Linked DNA regions of Mus musculus: all the other regions are linked to region 1. The links are chromatin contacts, called in public Hi-C, HiCAR-type and promoter capture Hi-C maps. All regions are on one chromosome and are shown on one strand. The core of a region is the stretch at or near the end of the contact, and the rest is flanking DNA. Distances in the headings are between cores, read along the strand shown.

Region 1 (5,724 bases), core at 936-3,435:
AGGAAGCTGCAAGCACACAAACATTCTTTTGTGTGTTACTAGGAAAATTCAGGCCTGCTGCAGCATTTGGTGAACTGGTAAAGGCTGGCTCTTGGTGACATCTCTGCTTATCTTCTCTGCAGGAGACCAGGCTGTAAAAACCCAGATGGAACTTTGTCAAGTTTGCCACCGAGGGGCTGTGTCCTCCGACATATGGTGCCTGGGGCTCAGATTCCCAAGTCTGACATCTCTTGGGAGGAGGGAGTGGTAGCATCCTCAGAAGCTACATCGTTCTCCTCTGACGATGAGTGAGCTTCCGTTTATCTGAGGTGTTTGCAGAGCACATAGCACTAAGGTCCTGTGTCTATTTCCAGGACTCGGGGATACCTAAGGATATCATGATATTGAGCCTTCATAAGGGCGAGTTGGGAGCACAGAAGGGATGAGGAAGGAGAGGATGAAGAAGATGTTGTCTTTATTTACATAGTTGGGACATGCCACTAACTTGTATGTGGTATACGACATGTACATGTAATACATACATATAGGGGCATACATGTATGCACATATTGTATACCATACTGTCCATATATTTCCCTCTGTGAAATTTGCACCCTGGTGAACATCCAGTGCTTCCACTTGGAAGACATGATGTCCATGACAGTGGTTCTGGCTTAGGTTAGGGACCCATAGGAGCTGTGGGTGAAGCTCTTGTCTTCCTCTCCCTGTTCTCTCACACCCCGACATGTGCACACCCCTACATGTGTGTACTACAGTTTCTGGCCATGCCCTTTCCATTTGGAGACACACAGAGGATGCCATGATGTTAGAACTTGGAACAGAAAGCTGGCAACTCGGGAAGGAGAATGCAGCTGAGCCGAGAAGAGGGAATCAGTAGACGGGGGTGTCGTGCAGGTCTTTCTGGGTACAGGAGGCACTGGGACAGGTATTGGGGGCACCAAGGAAGGTTTGGGGGGCCCTCAACATGGTCTTGCTAGTCATGTTGATATTCACCATGATCAGCTGGGGCATACACTCTAATGCTGCTTATCTGGCAGACACCACACTTCCAGGCTCACAAGGTCTGGACTGAGAGGTATAAAAAGGAGCTGCTTTCCCCAATGGCTCATCAGGGCCAAAGTGAGGAGACCTTTTATGGGGTCCTGTCCCTAGGTGGGGCTGTCACAACCCTAAGTGAAAACAGATGTTTTCTCTCATGTCACTGCCAAGTGGGATTCAAGACTGCTGGACTCCAAAGGTCACTACAGACATGTCCTTCCACTCTAGGGTCCAAGCAGACAGACAGATTGGGGGGGGGACTCTAAACAGAGGGTGGTCAACTCTAAAGTCTGAAGCTGGTGCCCCCAAAGGGGGCCGGGAACAGCTGGGAGCCCAGAGGGATAAGAACCACTCCATACAAAGTTTCCCATTGCTCTTCAATGAGAAACAGAGTCTGTCAATTATAGACATGTAAGATACAGTCCCAGAGGGTGTGAGTCCTGCACCTCCCAGTCCATCGGCAGGGGCAGTCCTGTGACCATCAGTGTGCCTGTGACTGTTATGTTTCTCTCTCCTTTAAATTAAAAAAATAAAAATAAATAAAACCTTCCAAAGCAACAGGTTTCCTTGTGGCATTTCAAACGTCTTGAGTTTCAGTTGGCTGTCCCCACCCCTTCTTCTCCACCATTTCTTGCCCCTCCTCCCCATTTATTTCTTTCTATCCCCAGTATTCCCTGTTCAATCTCATATCACAAGTCGTAGTTTACCCTCCCCACCCCCACCCCTTGAACCCACCCTCATTCAAATAAACACATCAGTAAAAAGTTGAAGTCAGGATCTCCATATGAGCAGGGAAATTTGTCCTTCTGAGTCTGGCGTACCTCACTTGCTGTAATATTTCCCATTTTCTTCCATCTTGCTGCAAATGTCATGATTTCCCCCCTTCCCCCGTTTTTTAATGGCTTAAAATCTTCTATACTGCAGCTTGATTATCCTTTTGACTGCTGATGGGCATCTAGAACGAGTCTCTTTCCTTGCTATTGTGACCTGATCAGCCATGATCATGGATGACCAAGTATCTCTGCAGCAGGGTATAGAATCCTTTTAGGGTGGATGCTTTGGTGTGCAGCAAATTCCTTGGTTCCTGGATGGAAACGGAGCAGAGACCTGCCACGCAGTTCCACTGTGCTCCACTAGGTGGCTCTTTGCGCTCTCGGATGTCTGCAGGCGTTCAGACAGGTGAATGCCTCTCATTGGTTGGCGGGAGGCATGATGCCACCCAGCAGCTCTTTTTAAGAGAAAAGCCAGGACCAGGGAAGCAGCCACCCCTGAGCATTGCCTTCTGAGCTGTTCTGTGGGACCTAGCTGCGGAGTCAGGCCAACATGAGTGAGGTGAGCAATCCTTCCACTCTCACAGGGAAACCGCAGAGTGAGAAGGCTCTGCCCCTGTGGGATTCTCAGAAACCCAAAAGGTGCCCAGTGGGGCTGAGGGGTAGATGGATCCTGTTATTATTTGCTTTGAGCATAGGCTGTCTTGATAGCTTTGTTTGAATGCAGTGTAGAAATTTGCTAAGTTTGCAACTTTTGAAATTAGCCTTAGAAAGAGAAAGGGATGTAGGTATATTGTTTCTGATCTATGACTTAGGATTTTGTACCTCTGAAGAGAAAGCCAGTTATTTGATTCTTTCATGAATATTTGTGCTTTCTCCAGGGAGTGCGTCCTCACGTGTTTCCTTGGGATACAATCTGAATGTTAGCAGACAGTGCTAGCCACCTGGGAAATCCGGTCTCAGAAAAGAGGTGGGGAAGGGGGTTAGGATTTGTGCCTAAGTGCAGCTCTTGCAGAATCATTGTCTGTGACAGGGCTTGCAGTTAATCAGTTAATCAGAGCCCTGGAAAACATTCGGAGTCCAAGCTTGAGTGTGTGTGTGTGTGTGTGTGTGTGTGTGTGTGAGAGAGAGAGAGAGAGAGAGAGAGAGAGAGAGAGAGAGAGAGAAACTGCTACCTCTGAGGCATCAGGGAGTGTTGGCAAAAGAGCTCATTTTAAACCCAAGACCCTTTTCTGATTAAATGTATATAGAATATACAAGCTGGTGGCTTGCATATTTTTCTTTTAAAAAGCAACTGTAATCTCTCCCACAAGATTTGGGGTTACACAGTGCTATCCTCTTCAACTAGATGCCCAGCCAAGTCTGTTTTCATTTCCTCTCACTTGATACTTAATTACTGTGAAAGATCTGTTATCTTCTTTGTATTTTATTTAAAAAAAATGTTTGACAGATGGGTGATCTTTTTTTGGAAGTCTAGAGTAGAATTAACAACTTCAGAAATCAAATGTCTCCTCGCAGCTCCTCTCTCCTCTATGGACAGCTTTGGATCCAAACAACAGGCAGAAGGGCAAGGTGGTGCAGCACCCAGGCACAGGACTTGGGAGAGAGCCAAGAGCTTGGGGGAGGAGGAGGGTGGATCTGGGCTGGGAGATGGGAGTCTCCTGGCAACCCTGGGAACAGAAGCCACAGTGACAGCCATTGGTTGCCTCATGGTGTAAATGCTGAGAGCAGTGCCAAGCACTCCCACATGTGTCCCCTTCTGTGAGCCTCTCCATATCCTGGGCAGTCGGTGACAGAGGAGGAAACTGAGGCACAGGGAAGTGGACCAACCGATTCAAGACCGCCAGCTAGATCTGGGGCTAGCCTTGTCACACTGAAGTAGTTGGTACCTGGTGCCTGGCTCTGTCCAAATAAATGAGTGTGGGGCTCTGGAACAGCTGGAAAGGGTGGGGCAGAAGGAGGTAGAGAATCCAGGGAAAGCAAGCAGGGCTCTGAAGACCAAGGGCATTGAGGACAAGGTCTCTTTTCCTTTACATGTTGGGGGAGGGGCTTCCCTCTGGGTTCGTTAATCTTTCAGAAGCGCAAGGTTTATGGACACCTCACCTTGCTTGCAGGAAGAAGGGATGGCTGTGTGGACAGCTTTTCCCATTCAGAACTCAACAGATTCTCATCAAGAAGGAGCCTAGAAACGGCAGGCTCTGCAGACTGACCTCACAACAGGGACCCTCTCCTGTGTCCAGTCAGCGACATGCGACAGTGCCCTATCCCTCATTCTATGCTGAGGCTCATGTATAGAGAAGTCCTCCAGTGCCTCCTTGGTCACCCAGCTGAGCAGATGACTGTGTGGGTCTCCAGGGAAGAGCCTTGTCCCAGAGTTCAACCCACAGTTAGGGTCACAACCTCCTTTCTGTTGACCCTGTAACTAGGGCAGCCTCAAACTCCCTACAATGTTCCAGCTGTCCATGACTTAGTATCACAATCAGAGTGTGAATTCCTTAAATCCTGTGGGTAAAAGTCCTTAAGGCGCAGACCCTGGGTCTGTGTCCGCAGTCCTACACCCCAACTTCCCCTTGCACCAGGTTTGTCTTTTTCATTCCCACCGCTGCCCCTGAGCTCCCCCTGCTGGCTCATTTCCAAGTCCCTAGACCGCTGGTATTCTTTGGAGAAAAGAAATTTCTCCTTTGATTAAAACTTAAATCTGCTTTCAACATTTAATAAGAGGGACAAACAGCCAAGGAGCTGGGGAGGGCACCAAGTCCTGAAGTGTTTCTTTAGTTGAATGAACTACAAATGGCTTCCAGTGTTAATAACTCCCAGGCAGGATTGGAGGCACACTGTCATTAATGTGCTTGTATGAGTAGTTGCTGGTCAAAGCAGAGACATTGATTTCCCTCTGTCTGTCAGGGTTCTTGGGGGCTGGAACACGTGTGTGTGTGTGTGTGTGTGTGTGTGTGTGTGTATTGAATGTTTCCTTCTGTAGTCCTCAGGGCTCACTGTAGCTGCAGAAACTCCAGAGATCCTTGAGTTGATACAAGCTTGGGCTGAGCAGAGAAGACCCTGAAAGGTTAAAGGTCCCTGGGGTCAGCTCTGCACTTTTGGGACTTTTGCCTTTGAAGGTGAAGGGAGAACAGTAAACTGATCCTGAAGCTGGCTTTAAACTGGACAACTTAGTGTGGTGTGGTTTTCACACCTCAGAACTAACCATTATTTATTTAGTTATGTATTATTATTATTAGTGTTTGGCAGGGGAATGACATGTGGTCAAATAGAATAGTTTAAGTATAGTGTTTGGTTGGAAATAAAGTCCAAATTTAGGGCCTTGTGAGAGTGGTGCACCCGATTTTCACATCCGTGTTACAGTATGTCAGATATGCTTGGAGCAATCTAGAAGATGAATTGGGATCAAAATGTAGGCTTAAGTCTAATAACCACATTTGAAGTTCTCCCAGCAAGGCCCAAGGTTACGAAGTGCCACACCCAAGAAAGAAGAGAATTCCTGGGAGCAAGTCTGCCCTAGGTCCTCACCTGGGTGGGGGGTTGCTTCTAAGGGACTTTTCAAAAAAAAAAAAAAAAAAACCTAACTCAGGAGAGCCACGAATGAGATTTTAACAGAGAATGGATTTAAAGCATGACATGACCTACCGCCATGTTTGGGAAGTACATAGGAAGGCCATCCCACTACGTAATATATCTGGCAAAAGCTGTGACTTAAACATGAGACCCTTCTCAGAGCTCTGTCCTGGGCTCTCTGCTTGTTTTGATTTATGTGAGATGGGTTAACCTAGGGTCAGGGCTGAGGATCTTTGGTCCATGTAGACACTGGCCTCAGTGAAAAGACTATGCCAGGTGAAAAAATGGTTGAGATGAGATCAAAGACATTCAAGGGCAGATGTGCACACCCATATATGTATCCCAG
Region 2 (5,724 bases), core at 1,297-3,796, 820 kb after region 1:
CAGACACAGCTGCTCTGAGCTTCCTCCACAGCCTCCAGGAAAAGTCATGGTGAGTCCGAGGCTCTCCTACTTCAGCAGGGTGAGGAAACGTCTGTGTGCGTATGTGAGAAGCAGAGAAAGGGGGTGCTTTGGGGTCTCGGGCCCCATCCCACCTCCAGGACAACCATCACATCCATCACCCTCACTTTTGACAACCAGAATCTTGAGATGTTGTCAAGAGCATGGGAATTTTAGGTGACGGACATCTAATCTCCCCATGACTTTTCCCGGCAGGCAGAAAAGCCAAGATGGCAGTGAGGCCCTACACACTTAGCCTTTCCATGCAACTGTCTTCAGTCTCTCTGGCCTGGTTCTGGGGTTTCTGCCCCAGGTCACTGGCTCCAGCGTTCTGCTCCACAAACAAAAGTCTCCAGCTTCCACACTTAAAGGCTGTTTTCTTCAAATGTCTCCAAGGGCAAGGCTCTGACTTGATCACTTATTTCAGAACCCTTCCTCCCTGGCCCTCATGTCCAGTACAGCCCTGCCTTCCCCATATTTTCTCCTTCTCCCTGAAGAACACAGAACATGGCATCCCCCACAATTTCTCCGTGTGCTCATGTGTCCTCCCATCTGTTCTCTGTATGCTCTAGGAGGGTGGGTTGCAGCTGCTTCTTCGGCACCTTGGAGAGCATCCAGGGCCCACACAGCATTTGTGCTTGGAGCGAGTTGCTCTCCCAGCTGTGAGTGAGCTCCAGCATCAGGCTCTCTGCTTATCCTTTAATTGTGGGTTACTCCCACTAGACAGAAGTGTGTCTTCCTTCTTGCCCAGAGCCTAAGCATTCTATATGCTTTGGATATGGGAATAGAGGGATGGACAGATGGGTCTATTAGATGGACCTAAATTATGCCTAGGGCTATGCCCTGAGTCAGATGGGGGGAAATTCAGCCATCATTTCAGTGTGCTATATACACACTAACTATGCTGACCACAGACAAATGATAGTTTAAAAAAAAGAAAGAAAGAAAGAAAGAAAGAAAGAAAGAAAGAAAGAAAGAAAGAAAGAAAGGAAGGAAGAAAGAAAGGAAAAGTCCTTGAGTTGGCACATCCCACTTTCTTCTAGGATGTAATTAGCCCTGAAGTTGCTTCCAGTCTGTAAAGCCTTTTATTACTCTGCAATTCTATCTGTCTCCTTCTTCTGCCTTAAACAATAGGTGGAATATCCTGAAGACATTCATAGAGCCTCAAGTCCCACCCTCAAGTCCTAGCCCCACCTGTGCCAGAAAACACAAAGGGCTCAAGTCAAGCCAATTCCCTTATATACCCAACTGTCATACAATGGAAAGTAAATAACAGGCCAACCAACTTTCTCCTGGCCTCGTTCTTAGTTTCCCTCAGACCTCAAGAGGTTCTTAAGAGTCCCAACCCAGCACTCATCCCTGCAGATAATTTAGCTACTATTGCTATATTTATGTCTCAAGTTTCTTGATAATTTAGGGGTCTCCAGCAAAATTTTAGCAATCTTAACTTTCTTTAGCCTAAAAAGACAAAAGGGAGAGAGAAGGAAAGAAGGGGGAAAGAGAGGAGAAGAGGAGGGGAGAAAGAAGAAATAATGGACTAAACTTTATATGTTACTTGAAGAAAAGGAAGGAAAAATAAAGAAAACATCTACAATACTTTAAACGTGGCGAAGAACACTAACAGTCCACACATTTGTATTAGAATTACAGTATTTTCCGTTTAGAGACACGAGACAAGTTAATTGCATAGTTACCACGAAATAAACTACGTGGCAATTACACAGTAACTCCTTTAGAAACTGTAGTAATTACACTGAACTGAGCATTCTAAAATAGAGCCAAGGTACCAAGTTCATACACAATGAGATGCTCAATCTGAGACCAGGCCTTTCTGGGAGAACGCAGTGTAGGCAACAACCTCTGGTGCTGACTTTAAAGATGATGTATTTATAAATATAAACATGTTCCCAGGCAGGGCCCTTAGCACAAGATGTCTTTTCAGCCAATGACAGAGAACTCAGTGAAGGAGTGCCAGGCAAGGAGGAAGTTGACAGCAATGCCTTGTCTGAAGGTGACAATTCTCAAAGAAAAACATGAGCAGTGGAGTTGGAGAGAGAGTGGGGTTTGCTGGCTTAAAATCTGCATAATGTCACTTGTGTTGGGGAAAACAGCTCTGTAGAGCAGTGAGTGGGGACAGTATATTATTTTGTGTAGAACAGTGAGCAAGAACAGTATATTTTACAGCAATTTTGAAGGGAATTAAAGGCCTGTGATGCGGTCAATCCCCCAAAGTTTACCAAGTAGCCACGCTGGTCTCCCTGCTTTCCCCAACCCATTACCCATTCAGCCTGGAAAGGGGCAGAGCATGAAATATGAATAAGCAGGGAGGCCCAACCTCAAGCAATTTGTAAAAAGAGAGAGTCAGGGCTGCTGCAGCCCTGATTATTTTGAGGCCTCTTCCTGACCACAGGGCAGCCGTGCCTATCATAGGGGTTACCCCCCCCAGAAGGAGCAGAGTACGTTTTGGCAAGAGCCTTTAATCGCTCCCTCAGCATGACTCAGCTTCCTTCCCACATGCCAGACAGGATCCACCGTGAAGCCCCACTCTCTTTCTCCATTCCCAGGTCTGGGAGTTGGCTGCAACCCAGGGTGGAGATGATGACAAAAGACGACGACGTCAGGACTGGATTTAGCACCAGCTGCCAAGGCCTTTGTGAATTTAATTTTGGAGGCATCTCTTTGCCGAGCTGATGCCAAGCTATAGCTGATGAGCACCAGAGGAGAAAAAAAAATGAGATTAGAGGTGGGTGAAACCAGACAGAATGGATGTGAGCAGGGTGGAGTTCTGATAGCATTTCATTTAGACCTTGTGTGTGAAAGCCAGCTGGCTCCAAACGGGAGTGAGAAAGGGGGGGTCTCGTGCAAAGGTGGTTCTGTTAAACCTTGACCCAAGCACTGACTGACTATGGCAGGGAGACACTAAGTCCACTGTTTACAGAGCTCTGAGATCCCCACTGAGCCGAGCCATCAAGTGGAGCACCATGTCTCACTTCCTTGTCATAGCCTTCAGTGACAAACTTCCTCAGGTAAAGCCACACCTCCTCCTAAACCTCTCAGAACAGCAGCCCTAGCTGGGGACTGAGTATTCAAGTACCTAAAACTGTGGGGTGAATCTCATTAAAGTTGCCACAGTTGTATCGTCTTCCCTATCTGCAGAGGTGAGCAAGAGACAGGGAGCCACTGAGAATTCTGAAGATTCATAGTTCAAACACTCATGCACCATGATGACCTTGGTCCAGGTCAGTCTGAATAGTGCTCTGAGGTAGCCCGGCACAGACCTGCCTATGGGATGCGGGGGACCAAGGCCTCCTGGAGCAAACACAGATGCTTGCAGTTCTAGATGTGAGTTCTCAGCTTCCTGCTCCTGCCCATGTATCTTCACTCTACCATCACAGATACTAACCATTTAGAACCATAAACCCAAATAAACTCTTTCTTCTATACCTTGCCTTGGTCATAGTGTTTTATCACAGCAATAGAAAAAATAACTAAGGTAACAACCTCCCTGGAGGGCTCAAAAATGAGAGCATGCTCTTACTGGGGCTGACTATGAGTACAGGGACACTGGTCAGTGGGACTGTGGCTACCTATAGGGGGAGGCTCAGTCCAGGGAAGGCTGAGGAACACAGATAGAGACTGAGAGAGCAGGATTAGAGCCTCCATGCTAGAGATGAGCCCCTGTCTGCTCTCAGAGTAGGTGAGGGCATTGCTCGTAGGGCTTTGTTGTACCTTTGAAGGAACAAGTAGATCTCAGCTGATAGTAACCCACTTTTGCAAAGAGACACATCTGACAAAGGGAAGCCTGGGAAATGTGCACACACACACACATACATACACACACACTCACACACACACACACATACACACACACACACATTCAAGAAGCACCTCTCCCACTCTCTAGTTCTCTGTCCTTTCTCAGCAACAACCTTAATACATTTTGAAAAACAATGAGAACTTATAGCCCAGGTGACATTGCAGGGTACAGTCTGCAGGTCTGCAGGGTTGTATTAAGCACACATACACTGGGGGTGCTCAGGGCACCATCTCTGTGTGAACAGTTTGCATAGTGTCCTTTCCTGAGATGCCATTCAAAGAACGCAAGGCTCAGTCTTGGGTGACATCTCCCTATCTCCCACCAGAGGTCTCTAGTTGTCTTGTTGTATTTAAGATTATTTTATTTATATTTATGTATATGGAGGGTGTTGCCTAGAGGGGTCAGAGGAAAGAGTCAGATCATCTAGAGATGGAGTCTCAGGCAACTGTGAGCCTCCAGACATGGGTGCTGGGAACCAAATCTGAAAAAAAAAAAAAACCAACAAAACACAGCAGTGTTCTTAACCACTGAGCCAGCTTCCAGCCACCTCAGGAAACTGTTTTTGATTCTGTGTGTTTTTGATGCCTAAGAGTATTCTGGATGAGAGGGCATGGGTTTACATCTGGGTCCTCTAGTCTATTCCATGTGACTTTCTGTATTTATGTTGGTAACATGGTGGCTTTGTCCCTGTGTCTTTAAATTCGGTGCTGTGTTACCTCCAGCTCTGCTCCATTTAAAGACTGAAGCTATGTTCCCATTACTCAACCTGTATAAAACCCAACTCCAAACGGATCAAAGATATCTCTGTAAAACCGGAATACCTGCAATCACAAGAGGGACTGTGAGAGACACTGTTACAGGTGCTGATTTACCGCTGCACAGAAGTCCCCTAGCTCAGGAAACAAAGCCTCTTCATTACCCTCTTCTGGATTCCATGATCACTTCATGTACATGGTGCATTGACACACATGAGGTACCCCCAACACATTAAAATAATAAAATTATTTAAAAAAAAAAAGCTTAGGCAGAGCAGAAGAAGCAGCCAAGCAACGGTCTACAGACTTGGAGGGACCCTCAGTCAGTCTCCTGAAGTAGATATCTGGAAAACAAAAAGAGCTCAGACCATGTAGCAAACCCTGTAATCTTGTGAAAATGGACAACAACCTGAAGAGAATGCTCCCAAAGACCCACACACAGCAGGCAAGAACAAGGAGAAATGTCCTCGGCCTCATCGAGAAAAGAATCACACACCAAAGCCACACGAGAGTCTGCCTCACCCAAGTCAAAGTGGCTATGAAGGAAAAATGTGGGCAGAAGGACCTGACACACTGCCTCCTAAAGTTCATTAGTGCACCCACTGTGAGACTCATTGTGGAAGTTCCCCGGAAAACTAAAAATAATAGAATACCATATGGTCCAGTCAGAATACTTCTGAAGATGTATGCATGTCATAGATATGCGTGCATGCATGTTTATTGCTGCACTGTTCATAAAAGCCATGTGATGGAATTATCTCAGTTAAAGTCAGTGGGTAAACAAAGAAAATATGGGATATAGATGGTGGAGTACTATTCAGCTATCAAAAATAATTAAATCTTGTTATCCATAGGAAAAGCATGGATGGAACCAAAGTAGCTCATCACAGGCAAGATAAGCCAAACATAAGGAGACAAGAATCCATGCTTTCCCTCTCATACAGGAGGGCTCCTAAGAACTGTTATGAGTGAAGGGTGGAGAGAGAAAGAGAGAGAGAGAGAGAGAGAGAGAGAGGAGGGTGAGGGAGGGAGACAGGTAGATATGATCAATGAGTAGTGAGTAGTATGTGCACATATGGAAATGCTACCATGAAA
Region 3 (5,724 bases), core at 1,995-4,494, 740 kb after region 1:
TCATTGGGATGCCCTCTTCCACTGATATCTAAAACTGACGATCACAGGACTCCTTGTTGCTTGGCTTCCCTGCTTGTTTGTCCTTTACTAAGTTTGAGGCTCGTCTGAACTTGTCGTGCACAGTGTCCTGGAGACTAAAGAGGATGGGAAGCCTTGGGCCTTTGATCCAGGTACAGTGCCCATTAGCTGGAATCCTCACTTTACCTGAAACAGTACAGTCGCCTTTCCCTGCTTATAGAACCAGCTTCCAGAAGCCACTCTGTCCCCAGTCAGTCCCTGGATTCCTCCATGACTCTTCTTCATGACTGCTGCCCAGTTCCTCTTCTAATAAATGCTCTTTATTTAGGTCTACTAATACCATCATTGATGTTACTACTGTGGGCATCCAGCAAGTGTTTGTGCATGCTTAAACAGCAGCATCTGAAATGCTGTCACACCTGGTCTAAAATCAATATCACATCGTGCCACTTTCTGGTTCCCTTTTGGGAATCCACCAGCTACAGATTTGCCATCAGTGGCCCAATAACAAAACAAAAATCCACTTGAAATTCTAATAAGCTTGGTTGTGTGGGCTTTTATGTTGTTGGGTTTTTTGTACTGTTTCTATGTTTATTAAGTGCCCATTGTTAACCTCTTTCTTCACAGTGCTCAGTGCTAACTATCAGCCAGCCCACATCAGGTCAGGGGCAGCAGGAATGGCCGACAAGGCACAGGATACATCTGCCACAGAAGGGCAAGAGAGCCAAAGCAGCAAATGCCTGAGCATTTGGCACCTTGTCCACCTGCTTTCTGCCTCTTTCAGGTCTCCTGCTACTGACAGAGCAAATCCCCATCACTACCTCACGGGGCCTGAGAACAGGAGGGAGAGTAGGGAGAGTAGACTGAGGCCAGGGAAGTCTAAAGGAAGTTCTGCTCAGGAGAGCTCAGCTATCCAACCCCCTTAGTGGCCTTTTAAACAGTGTCTGCTCACAGCCTGGTCCCAGGCCATACACTCTGAGTATATTCTAAAGAACAAAAGTCACAGCCTTAGAAGCTTCATTTCAGCTCTTTTTCCCTTAAAAACAACTGATATGCTCTGGGGCTTGGAACACACGTGTACACAGAATATGGCTTCTTGTAATGGGAAGGAGGGTGGAAATTAGTCCTCTCCTATGGCCTCATTTAGAGCATTTGTCTTGAACATATGAAACTCCAGATTCCATCCTTAACATGGTGGGGAGGTGAAGAAGTAGCGGGGACATGGAAAGAAGTATAGGATGGGAAGCATCCCTGCATCCTGATTACAGTAAATCTCAGAAAAATAAAGCTGAGAATAGTAAGTTGCTAGCAGGGCAAAGTGGCTTGCTGTAGACATCAAAATACGGAAATCACAATGCTGTTGGATAAATGTGGTTAGAAAAAGAGAGAACTAACCTGAAGGTTCTTTGGGTTCCTTGTGTGAGTCATGTGGGAAGGCTAGAAAAAGCCTGCTTGATTCTGGTGTGGGTGCCACACTAATAGCTGGAGTGCTTACTCTCTGGCATGTGACTTCTGTGTCTACTGTTTTTCCATCTTGCTTAAACCTAAAGTCAAATTCTAGCCGAATCCTTCCCCCATTCCTGAGTTCTCAGCAAAGAGATGCTACTGTTGGCACCTTGTTGACCTCTAGAGAGGCTGCTTAGATGGATATGTGTGTTCAGTGGATGATGCCTGCACCCAATACTCCTACCTACCTCCCCCACGTCCTTAACTGATCAACCTAACCTAATGACATTAGACTTAAAGAGGAGAAACAGGTCTTCTCTCCAGAACATCTAGACCCTCAGAGTGATAAATAAACTGTTGCTTGTATTCATGATGTGGAAAAGCCAGCATTCTGAGGAGAAAAGGAAAACTGCCCACATGCAGAAATGAGAAGACATGGCCAGGAGCCTCAGCTGTATAATGTCTCCATTCCTCCTCCACCTGGAGACCCAGCTGTGTTCTTGCCTTTCCTAAGATGTTGTTGAGGGAATGATAACCTTCCAGAGAGTTCTTCCTCATCTAATCTGGAACTAGTTAGTTTTCTAGTGCTTAAAATCATATGAGAAATAGCTATCATTGATCTACTTAGCTTCTATCTATCTATCTATCTATCTATCTATCTATCTATCTATCATCTATCTATCTATCTATCATCTATCTATCTATATCTATATATATATCCATCTATCATCTGTATCTATCAATCCATCCATCCATCTATCTATGCATCCATCTATCAATCATCTACCATCCATATATCTATAATCTACAAATAAATATCTACTGATAGGCTATCAATCCTTATCATCCACCCTATCTCTAAAATCTATTATCTAGCTAGCTATTATATCTTATATCATTCTTATATCATCTGTTAACCATTATCGATCTGTCAGTTACCCTGTTATCCTTTTCTTTCTCTCCCCCTTTCCCCTCTCATTCCTGCCATCTTCCGTTTTGCTCCCTTCCTCCATTTCTCTTTCTTATCTTTTTTCACTCCATCCTACTGACTTTGTCTAGAAAACTCTGATAAACCTTTATATCAAAAGGATGATTAATTGTCAGTGGGAAAAAATGTCATCTTGTTCTTACTTTAAGACCTTTTTGTAACTACAATGCTATTAATTATTTTCTCTCCTCATGGTGCTCAGAAAAGCTCTGTGGAATTCCCAGAGGCCCCCTGGGCCACACTTGTAAAATGTTGTCCTAACTGGTTTCTTCTGCATCTCTGCAGTCTCCAGATTTAGTAATGAAGCTCCCTATCAAACATGACCTATAAGAAGAGCAGTGTCCTTGAGAAGAACCGAGACCCTATCCTCTGTACTCTCCACACTGCCAACTGTCTCCCTGACATCTGCTCCCGAATCCCCTTGGTGCGGAAGCTTTCTGATGATTCTATTTGACAACAAAGTCCTCACAGTACCATCCCTGTTCTTCAGGTGACACAGCCATGCATATTTTTTTTCCTATAAATTACGACAAATTGAGCCATCACTGCAGAGGAATAAAGCAGGGCACATCCAGGCCCTCTGTGTGCCTCTAAGGCTCAGCTCACTCAGCAAGAAACTGCAAGACACTGGGCAGGTACCCCTCCCCTCTGCAAGATCTCAGAAAGCTCTGGACCAGTGCCAGACCACCTCAGAAAAAGGGAGAAAAGGAAAAAACAGTCCACAGTTGGTGGTAAAACTGTCTGTTCGCCCGGGGGAAGTTCAGCGTTGGAGTTACTGACTGCAGTGGCCCATCTGGCAGTTGGCTGTGAGAAGCCATTCATTCCATTGTAAGTAGATCAGCACGATGCTATTCCCTCACATCTCACTTCCAATTATTCCATGTGGGTGCATGATTTTTAATGCTCAGGGATTGCTCTCAGTGGCTCTGGAAATGCAAAGCAACTATTTATTTCTTGCTTAGGGCTCATCTCTAGCTTGTCCTCCAGGCTTCCCTACATATTTCTCTGGTGCCAACTTGACCAGTGGTCCTGTTAGACTTAAGGAAGGTGACATGGTGTTCCTTGTAATGTGAAGTTTTGGATGATGGTGAGGAAGCAGGAGAGGCCAGTTACAATTCTTACCCAGTACTCAGGTGTTTTAGTCTAACAAAAGCTTGCCTCTGGAGAGGTTGAGGCCAGCCTGAGGAGCCTGATTCTGTGGGTCTCTTTGGAGCAAAAAGGGGCCAGTTAACACTCAGGACCCACATTTGGGATTTACACCATCCCTGAATTCTGATCTGAAATAACACCATGTAATTCAGAATCCTTTAGGAGTGTTAGGAATGTGGGTATCTTAAATGCTCTCTAGGATCTGCCCATCCTAAGGGTAAAAATCACCACTAAAAGCTCCAAGTCATCACCCAGCACTTCACACACACTGGCATCTGTCCCACGGCATGGTGAGTGCTGGAGAATGATGGAAGAATGCTCTGAATTGTAGGAAACAGACACACTATCAAAGGTTAAAACTCAGATAATGAATAAATGGCAACTGCTGGGTGACTTGGTTACTTTTCTATCAATGTGATGAAACATCATGAACAAGGCAACTTATAGAACAAAATGTTTATTGGGGCTTACAGTTTCAGAGAATGAGCATAACCATCATGGCAGAAAGCAAGGCAGCAGGCAATCGGACATGGAACTGGAGCAGTAGCTGAGGGCTTACATCTTGAGACAAAGACCACAAAGAAGAGAGAAACAGCTCACTTGAGAATGGCATGGGTTTTTGAAACCCCAAAGTCCATCCCCAGTGACACCCCTCCTCCAAAAGGGCCACACCTAATCCTTCCCAAACAATTTCACGAACTATGAACCAGATACATACATACACACACACACACAACACACACACACACCACACACACACACACACACACACACACACACACACACACACACACACAAATATATAGCCATTCACATTGAAAACCCACAGTGGGAAAAAAATAATCTTCGTTTCAAATGTGCCAGTTTCTACTTTTGTTGTCCTAGTTTGCTTTCCATTGCTGGGATAAACACTAAGACTAAAAGCAACTTGGGGAAGAGTTAAAGTCCATCCCCAAATCAGAGCAGGAGCGGAAGGCAGGAAACTGGAAGTGGGAACTGAAGCAGAGACTATGGAGGAATGCTGCTTACTGGCTTTCTCCCTATGGCTTGCTCAGCTACCTTTCTAATACAACCCAGGCCCATCTGCTCAAAGATGGCACTGGCCACAGTGGGCTGGACCTTCCTCCATCAACAGCAATTAAGAAAATGCTCTATAGGCATGCTCACAGGCCAAGATGATTGTGGCAATCCTCTATTGAGATTCCCATAGACAACTCTGAAGTGAGTCAACTTGACAATAAAGATAAGCTATCATGGATGGTTAAGAGAAGAAACTGCAGCCATGGTGGAGTTGTCACTGAGCATGTCACAATAAAGAAAGATAAGGTCAAGAGAGGACAACCATGGAGTGGCTGTTCAGACACAGAACAAATGGTGTGGACATACACATGCTTTGACTCCTAAAGCCCCAGGACCAAGTCCTCAGAGTGTGAGAAACCAAGAGTCACACTCACACTCTCTTCATTCCTATGGTGTTGCCAGTCACCAGTCCTTATGCCCATCATGTCTACAGAGCTCAATTTAGAGTAGCACAATGGAAATTTCATGAAGAACTCAGAATGACACAGGACCTGTAGAAAAACCTCCCCTGCTATTTGAGAAGTCTAGTTCTGGACTTAACTGAGGGATTTGAATATCCAAGGTAAGATTAATGTGTATTGGGAGGCAAGTCTATGGACACACTTTCCACCTCAACTAAAAGTCTCTAGGGGTTTGTTTTTTTGTGGAGTGAAGAGAGACAACATCCCATGTAGGTCACACTGGCATTAAAATCACTATGTAGGCAAGAAAGATATGTTTATGTGTTGCATTGTGTTCTGTGTTGTTTTATGTTTGTGTGTATGTTCTATTTTGGGCCTTCGGTCTATACATGGGTGGTCTCTGTATTTGTATATGTGTGATGTCCTTCAGCATGTATATGTTCTGTTTGTGAATCTTGTCTCTGTATTTTGTTTATATGCATGTTCTATGCTTGTGTGCTCTGGACCTGTGTATTCTCTTTATACATGTATTATATGTGTCTCATGTTTATATATATGTTTATTATGTGTTCTGTAGGTGTAATATGTTTTGCTTATGTATCCTGTGTACATACTCTGTATTTATGTGCATTTGTGTGCCTG
Region 4 (5,724 bases), core at 1,451-3,950, 700 kb after region 1:
TATGTCTTAAACACCATCCTTGGAAAATCCAAAAATCTGTGTACACACACACACACACACACACACACACACCAATGTAAAAGCCCAAACCTCTGGAGTCAGGCTTTTTTTCCATGCTTGCTCATATAGAGGAAGGGCCATTTTTACATAAGGCGGCTCCCTGGCCTTCAGCTGATGGGGTCAGAGCAACTTGCCTATGCATTTTACTGCAACAATAACTGATTCTCTCAACAGATGTTAAAAGTCTTGCAAATAATTCTTGCATGACTTTACCCAGGTGCACATGAGCAATCTTTGCATATATTTTCCATGTGGTAGATTTCACTCCATTTGAACACTGCACAAAATTCTTTATATAGTAATTTTTAGTTATGAAATGCTGATTTAAAAAATCATAGACATTTATAGCATCTCTGTATCAGAGACTATCATAATTTCTTCTGTACCATGCTCAGCATATATATCTCACACTGAAAAAAAAAAAAATAGATGCTGGTTGGCTGACAACCAGAACAGCCTGGCTTACCATCCTGAATTACCTATTTCTCCCCAGAGTGGAAATCTCCTTTCATTCAATAGCTCGGGGCCTTTGCCAGGAGTCCAGATATGTCATCCTGACAGGAAAGACAAGGTGTATTGGCTTTTGGAACACATCTGTGAACATCTGGGCCTTTTCTGTGGTTTCCCATTAAAGCAGCAAGCAGCAGGGGCTGCTCTCAAGACTTGATTGCTTCCTCAGAAGCACAAATGTCCCCCTAGGTGAATTCCCTGGAGGAGGCAGGCCAGGGTTAGTGCCCTCTGGAGAGAGGGGGTGTCTTGTCAGAACTTGTTGAAATTTTTCCCCCTGGGAGGAAATCTCAAGAGGGAAAACTCCTGTCACTTTGCTTTCGGTTATATTAAAGAGCAAAAGACCGGCTTTGTGTGAATTTGGGGGCACATTCTTCATTTGGCTCCATCTTTCCTTAGTCATTTGTTTTTAAAACCTGGGAAATATCATGTCCTTCCTTTGGCTGTGGGTTAGCTGTTCTCTAAGTCTGCAAAGAAAATACAGCCAGTGCTTACAGCTTCCCTGGGTATCTTCCAGAAAAATCTTAACAGCCTCCCCTTGGCTTCTCCCTCTCCTGTTTTCTTGTAAAGACCAGATATATTCATTCTTTCATATTCACATTCTCTCATGTTCACATTCTCTCTCGCTCACTTGCGTGCTCTCTCTCTCTCTCTCTCTCTCTCTCTCTCTCAATGGTTTAATTTTAACTGTCAGCAGGTTATACGTTTTATGCAGATGTTCCACATTTAAGATGGGTATTGAAGCCCTGGATGCTTCCAAGCGGTACCAAATGATAACAGTTCCCTCTCTTTGCCACAGGAGAGAAAGCCATTCATACATGTAAGTTCATATTTACACTGTGACAGGCAGCCTAAGGTGCAGACACACTTACTAATTGGGTCTGACTCCATCAAAAGCCATAGATTCTAAATATCAGGAAGAAAGCATCTCAAAAGGCTATACTGAGCTGCGCATGAGGGGGAAACACCATGTACAACATTCACCAATTTCACTTTTATAAGTATACAGGTGATTTTTAAAAAATTTGTCAACATTACAGATGATGTAATGCCTAGCAGTGCATATTTTTACATACACTACTGCGAGGAACATGTAGTGTCCAGGGGACGAGGGGGATGCAGACAGACGCATCTTTCCCACAGCCTTCAAGGATAAACTGTAGCAGAATTAAAGCGGAGGCTTTAAGGCTCAAGAGTGCAGAACCTGAGGGCTACTGTCTTAATTGACCCCTGCACCTGCCTACGCTCCTAACGCCATGTCCTTTTCTGGTTATGATATTCAAAGTGGCAATGATCATCTCCCTTCTCTTCTTCCCAAACCTGCCTGGCTCTGATGAGGTAGCTGTCTAGCTCTGGAGTTAGGCTTTGAGCTGGCACTTGGCTAGCTAGCTAGGTAGGCTGCTTCCAACGATTGCAGAGCGATGCCTCCCCGGCCTCCTATCAGTATCGCCTAACCTCTCCAAAGCAATGCAAATATATTTTTTAAATAAATAAATAAACGCATGCACGAACATTCCAACCCGGATAGGAAAGGAAAGGGAAAAGACTTCACCCATGCATTCAACCCCCTACACCGCACCCATCCCCCGGGCCCCTTCCCAGACAGGAATCAGCACAGACCGCAAGGCTCACCATTCGCGAAGCTCTGGAACAAGGAGAGAGCCAGTATCCACATGCCCCTGCTGCTGCCCGGCCTCCCGCGAGCCAGCGAGCCAGCGAGCGAGCCACGCGCCGGCCTCGCCCCCCGCGCTGCGCTGCGCTCCGCCGCGCCCGGCCCGGCTCCGCTTGCTGCCCGCCACCTGCCCGGGGGCCGCCCAGCCGCCCAGCCGCGCTCCCCGCTTGCTGCGCCCCCGCACACCTGCTCCCGGGCGCCGCGCCCCGCGCCGCGGACACAGCCCAGGTGCGCCGTGCGCTCGGCTCGGCTCAGCGGGCCGCGGGCAGCCAGGCGCGGGCGCACAGCCGCAGCCGCGGGCGCGAGCTCATGCCGGGCGCCCCCCGATGCGCAGCGCGGCCAGGCGGCGGCCTCCCGGGCGCCGGCCTCACCCTCCGCAGCCAGGCAGCAGGCGCGCGGCCAGGCTCATCCTGCTGCGGCGGCCTCGGGCGCCGGGTCCCCTGTGCTGCCCTTCCCTGCCTGAGCCCGGCGGGCCGCGCGCGGAGGCGAGCGGGGACCCCTCCCCTGCTCTGGCCGCTGGGGCGCTCTGCAGTCTTAAAGCAGCAGCAGAGGAGTGCGGCGGATCACGCAGTCGGCGGGACCCAGGGCTCAGAGGCTCAGAGGCTCAGAGACGCGTCCCCACACAGCCCATCGTGTGTAGCTCTGTTCTTGCAGGTTGTTAATGAGATGCGGCCGGGGGCTGACCACTCCGGAAGGGTGCCAGCTAGGCAGAGGTGACCGCGAGGCGTTAGCAGTTTTGATGCGATGTGCAGCAGGATTCGGAGTCCGTATTGACTCCCTGAAAAGTCTAGTCCATCTGCCTAGAGGGAAATGCTGCCTTGGAGTCCTCGCGGCTCCTGGGAAGAGCTCTCTGACTTCACTGGCTGATTTTTAATTATCTTTAATACATACTAGGGTGCAAACATGAGCGATTCTAATTTTGGTCTCTGAGTGGTGTATAAAAACTGATTAAAATAGCTGATAGTGCGTATTGAGTCCCAACATGCAACCCCTTTCTTGGCACAGCAGACCATGGCCTAAATGGGTCTCCAGAAAGATCTTGAAGTAATGATACTATTTCAACAAAGGCCCTTCAAAAAGCACATATCCGTATCTGGCACTTTACAAAATAATGACCCACAGAGTCAGAATGTGCCCTGATTTAAAGTCTAACATTGAATGCACACGGCCAGGACTATGGACTGGGAAAGCTTTGAGGGAAGGCAAGAGAGGACCATTTCATGGGAAATGGAGATAGTTTCGCAGACTATCAGGCATCTTCTGCCTGAACTACATGTGCACTTACAGATTAGGCACCCCTAAAACGGCTCACAGAATAGCCCAGAAAAGCAAATGTTGAGGCAGAAATAAAATGGTGCTTTACCAGGGCTGGGCACAAGATGGCCAGGCCCTGTGTTAGGAAGGGTCAGCTGAGCCCTGACGCCGCACTGGCTGCCATTGCTCTGCAGCTGTAGGTGGTCACGTGCTGCCGCCCACTCAGGCTGCGCCTCCAGCTCTGCCAGCTACACACGAACCCCAGTGTCCTCTGCCTTTGCATGCAAAGGGTGTTTCTTCACTCCCTGTTCCTCAAAGCTGTGCTCCCTGGCAGGCAGTGGGCCTGATTTCCCTCCCTGCATTCCTGTTCTTTTAGGGCACAATTCTTCAGGTACTCCAACCATCTTAAGGCTCAGCTGGGGCTTGGTAGCCAAGCACTCAAGACAAAGCTGAGGCAGACAGCTTGGAGTCAAACCACTACCTCCACTTACCAGTTCTAAGCATACGTGTGCGTCTCATGAGTGTTCCTGCCCTGGCATACAGAATGAAATCATCAGCACTTCTAACTATAATGGTTGCGGTGTTCTGCAGCCTAGGCCTAGTGCCTGGTTACCATGGCCAGTGGTGGCTAAGGTTCTATATAGCTAGGCTAGCTATATAAATTTGGGGATCTGGTATAAAGAAAAATAAAGGGCTCCTTTTGCAAAAAGAAGGAAATACACCATTTAAAATATCCTAGTAGAAAATGTGTCCTTTCCTTTGCAGCCTTTTCTGTCTCTTCCATGGTATCTGTCACTCTCTGTTTACTGTCTCACTCTGTTGGGAATAGTTAGGAAGGGCACAGCTGCACACAGATGCCAAGCTGTTACAAAGTAACCCATGGCCACACAAGTGGCCCACATCTGCTGCCTTGCTTCCCTGTCTTCCGCCTGGCTCCTGTACTAGGCATAGCCATGATGGGGAATGGGAAATGCTTTCCCATTCCTTAGGGATTACAGTTCCAAGGTATCAGGAGATACCCAAGTGATTACACATCTACACTGGAAAGCTGTCCCCAGTGTCTGGTTCATTGTGGGCCAGAGGCATAAATGGCTTGTAGGACATGCATGACAATGCCACTCTGGAGTAGGACAGTCAATGCCAAGCCCCACTCTGGGTGCTTCACTAAATGATCCAGTTACATCCAGATCTCCATCAAGGACAGCGAGGAATGGTGGGAAACAGACCACCCACTGAAAAGAACACAACCCACAGAAGGTGATAGACCCATAATGATAGAGACTGGTCAAGACCTGGAGATTGTGTAAGGGAGTTGGGGGGTGGTGGTGTTGTGTTCATATTTTTCGTTTTTCATACTTCTGTCTTGCTATGATAAAAAAAGAAAGAAAGAAAGAAACTCAAAGAGGAAAATGGCTTATTTCAGTTCACAGTTCAGGGAACACAGTCTGACCTTGCAGGGAAGTCACAGTACAGAAGCAGATCACACTGCACTTGCTGCAGTCAAGAAGTAGAGAGTGCTGAGTGACTATACTCAGCCCACTTCCTTTTTATACAAGCTGGGTTCCTAGCCTAGGAAATGATGGCACCCATAGTATTCCTTCTTCCCACCTTAACCTAATCAAGGTGCTCTTCCACAGCACTGCCAGGTGCCCACCTCTCAGGTGACAATTGAGGTTAACCTTCACAGAGGAGCAGCCCAGAGCCCTGCCAAAGAGGAGCTTATGGACATTGCCATGATTGTTAATTGCTGTAGGAGGGCCCAGACCACTGTGGGCAGCACCATCCTTAGGCAGGTGCCCCTGAGTTGTGTAAGAAAGCTAGGTGTGAAGAAAGATTGGTAAAATCCTGTGAATAAACCAGTAAGATGTGTTCCTCCAGAGTTTCTGCCTTCAAGTCCCTTCCCCAAATTCCTTCAGTGATGGACTGACCTGGAAGTATAAGCTAAAATTAACCCCTTCCTCCCTTAAGTTGCTTTTGGGCAGAGTGTTTTATTTCACAGTGGAAGTGCCACATCTAAGCTAATTACATCTGCAACCTGTGATGACACTACTACCAAATAAGGTTATGTGTGAGGCACTGTGAAGGATTTTATCTACTAATGGGCAAGAAAGGATCACAGTTTAACTGTAAGACTGGGGTGCCTTAAAGCAGGGGTCAGAGGCCTGGGAAGATGTCCTGAAGCATGCATGAAGACACCAGCCCTCATTCACACTGAGTGTTCTAAAAGCCAG

The links. Promoter capture Hi-C pulls out the DNA fragments that hold promoters and counts their contacts. A called contact is a pair of places that touch in the nucleus more often than the background predicts. HiCAR-type assays count read pairs that join an accessible place to other places.
Region 2: a Hi-C map of cerebellum shows a contact between it and region 1, with 2.7 times the contacts expected there. The contact joins the enhancer-like site here to the promoter of Pcp4 in region 1. A contact is called at or near these places in 13 of 39 promoter capture datasets (the 3T3-L1 cell line, 3T3-L1-derived adipocytes, cranial neural crest and 7 more), 1 of 15 datasets of contacts at CTCF or cohesin (large pre-B cells), 14 of 484 Hi-C or Micro-C datasets (the AtT-20 cell line, the N1E-115 cell line, adipose-derived mesenchymal stem cells and 9 more), 1 of 115 datasets of contacts at active chromatin or transcription factors (astrocytes) and 2 of 9 other capture datasets (adipose tissue and liver).
Region 3: a contact with region 1 is called in a promoter capture Hi-C map of hippocampal neurons, with 3 times the contacts expected there. The contact joins the enhancer-like site here to the promoter of Pcp4 in region 1. A contact is called at or near these places in 5 of 39 promoter capture datasets (the 3T3-L1 cell line, cranial neural crest, embryonic stem cells and 2 more).
Region 4: a HiCAR-type map of astrocytes shows a contact between it and region 1, with 4 times the contacts expected there. The contact joins the promoter of Dscam here to the promoter of Pcp4 in region 1. A contact is called at or near these places in 6 of 39 promoter capture datasets (the 3T3-L1 cell line, embryonic stem cells, hippocampal neurons and 2 more) and 3 of 115 datasets of contacts at active chromatin or transcription factors (astrocytes, embryonic forebrain and forebrain).

What each region holds. Positions count from the first base shown.
Region 1 is chr16:96,465,421-96,471,144 of GRCm38.p6, forward strand. Pcp4 (Purkinje cell protein 4) reads left to right here and starts at 2,186. Exons shown (of 3, transcript NM_008791.3): 1 at 2,186-2,370. The coding sequence starts at 2,362. It also overlaps a transcript of Igsf5 not described here.
Region 2 is chr16:97,286,270-97,291,993 of GRCm38.p6, forward strand. No RefSeq gene overlaps it. Among named protein-coding and RNA genes, the nearest start is that of Bace2, 68 kb to the right of the region's middle. Within about 2 kb of position 2,547, at least 76 of the 459 cell types and tissues checked have an H3K27ac peak or open chromatin away from gene starts, as enhancers often do. A contact at or near this core is called in the AtT-20 cell line, the N1E-115 cell line, adipose-derived mesenchymal stem cells and 6 more, where this site is marked.
Region 3 is chr16:97,207,032-97,212,755 of GRCm38.p6, forward strand. No RefSeq gene overlaps it. Among named protein-coding and RNA genes, the nearest start is that of Dscam, 39 kb to the left of the region's middle. Within about 2 kb of position 3,245, at least 17 of the 459 cell types and tissues checked have an H3K27ac peak or open chromatin away from gene starts, as enhancers often do. A contact at or near this core is called in hippocampal neurons, where this site is marked.
Region 4 is chr16:97,168,035-97,173,758 of GRCm38.p6, forward strand. It overlaps Dscam (DS cell adhesion molecule), which reads right to left and starts at 2,701. Exons shown (of 33, transcript NM_031174.4): 1 at 2,200-2,701. The coding sequence starts at 2,242.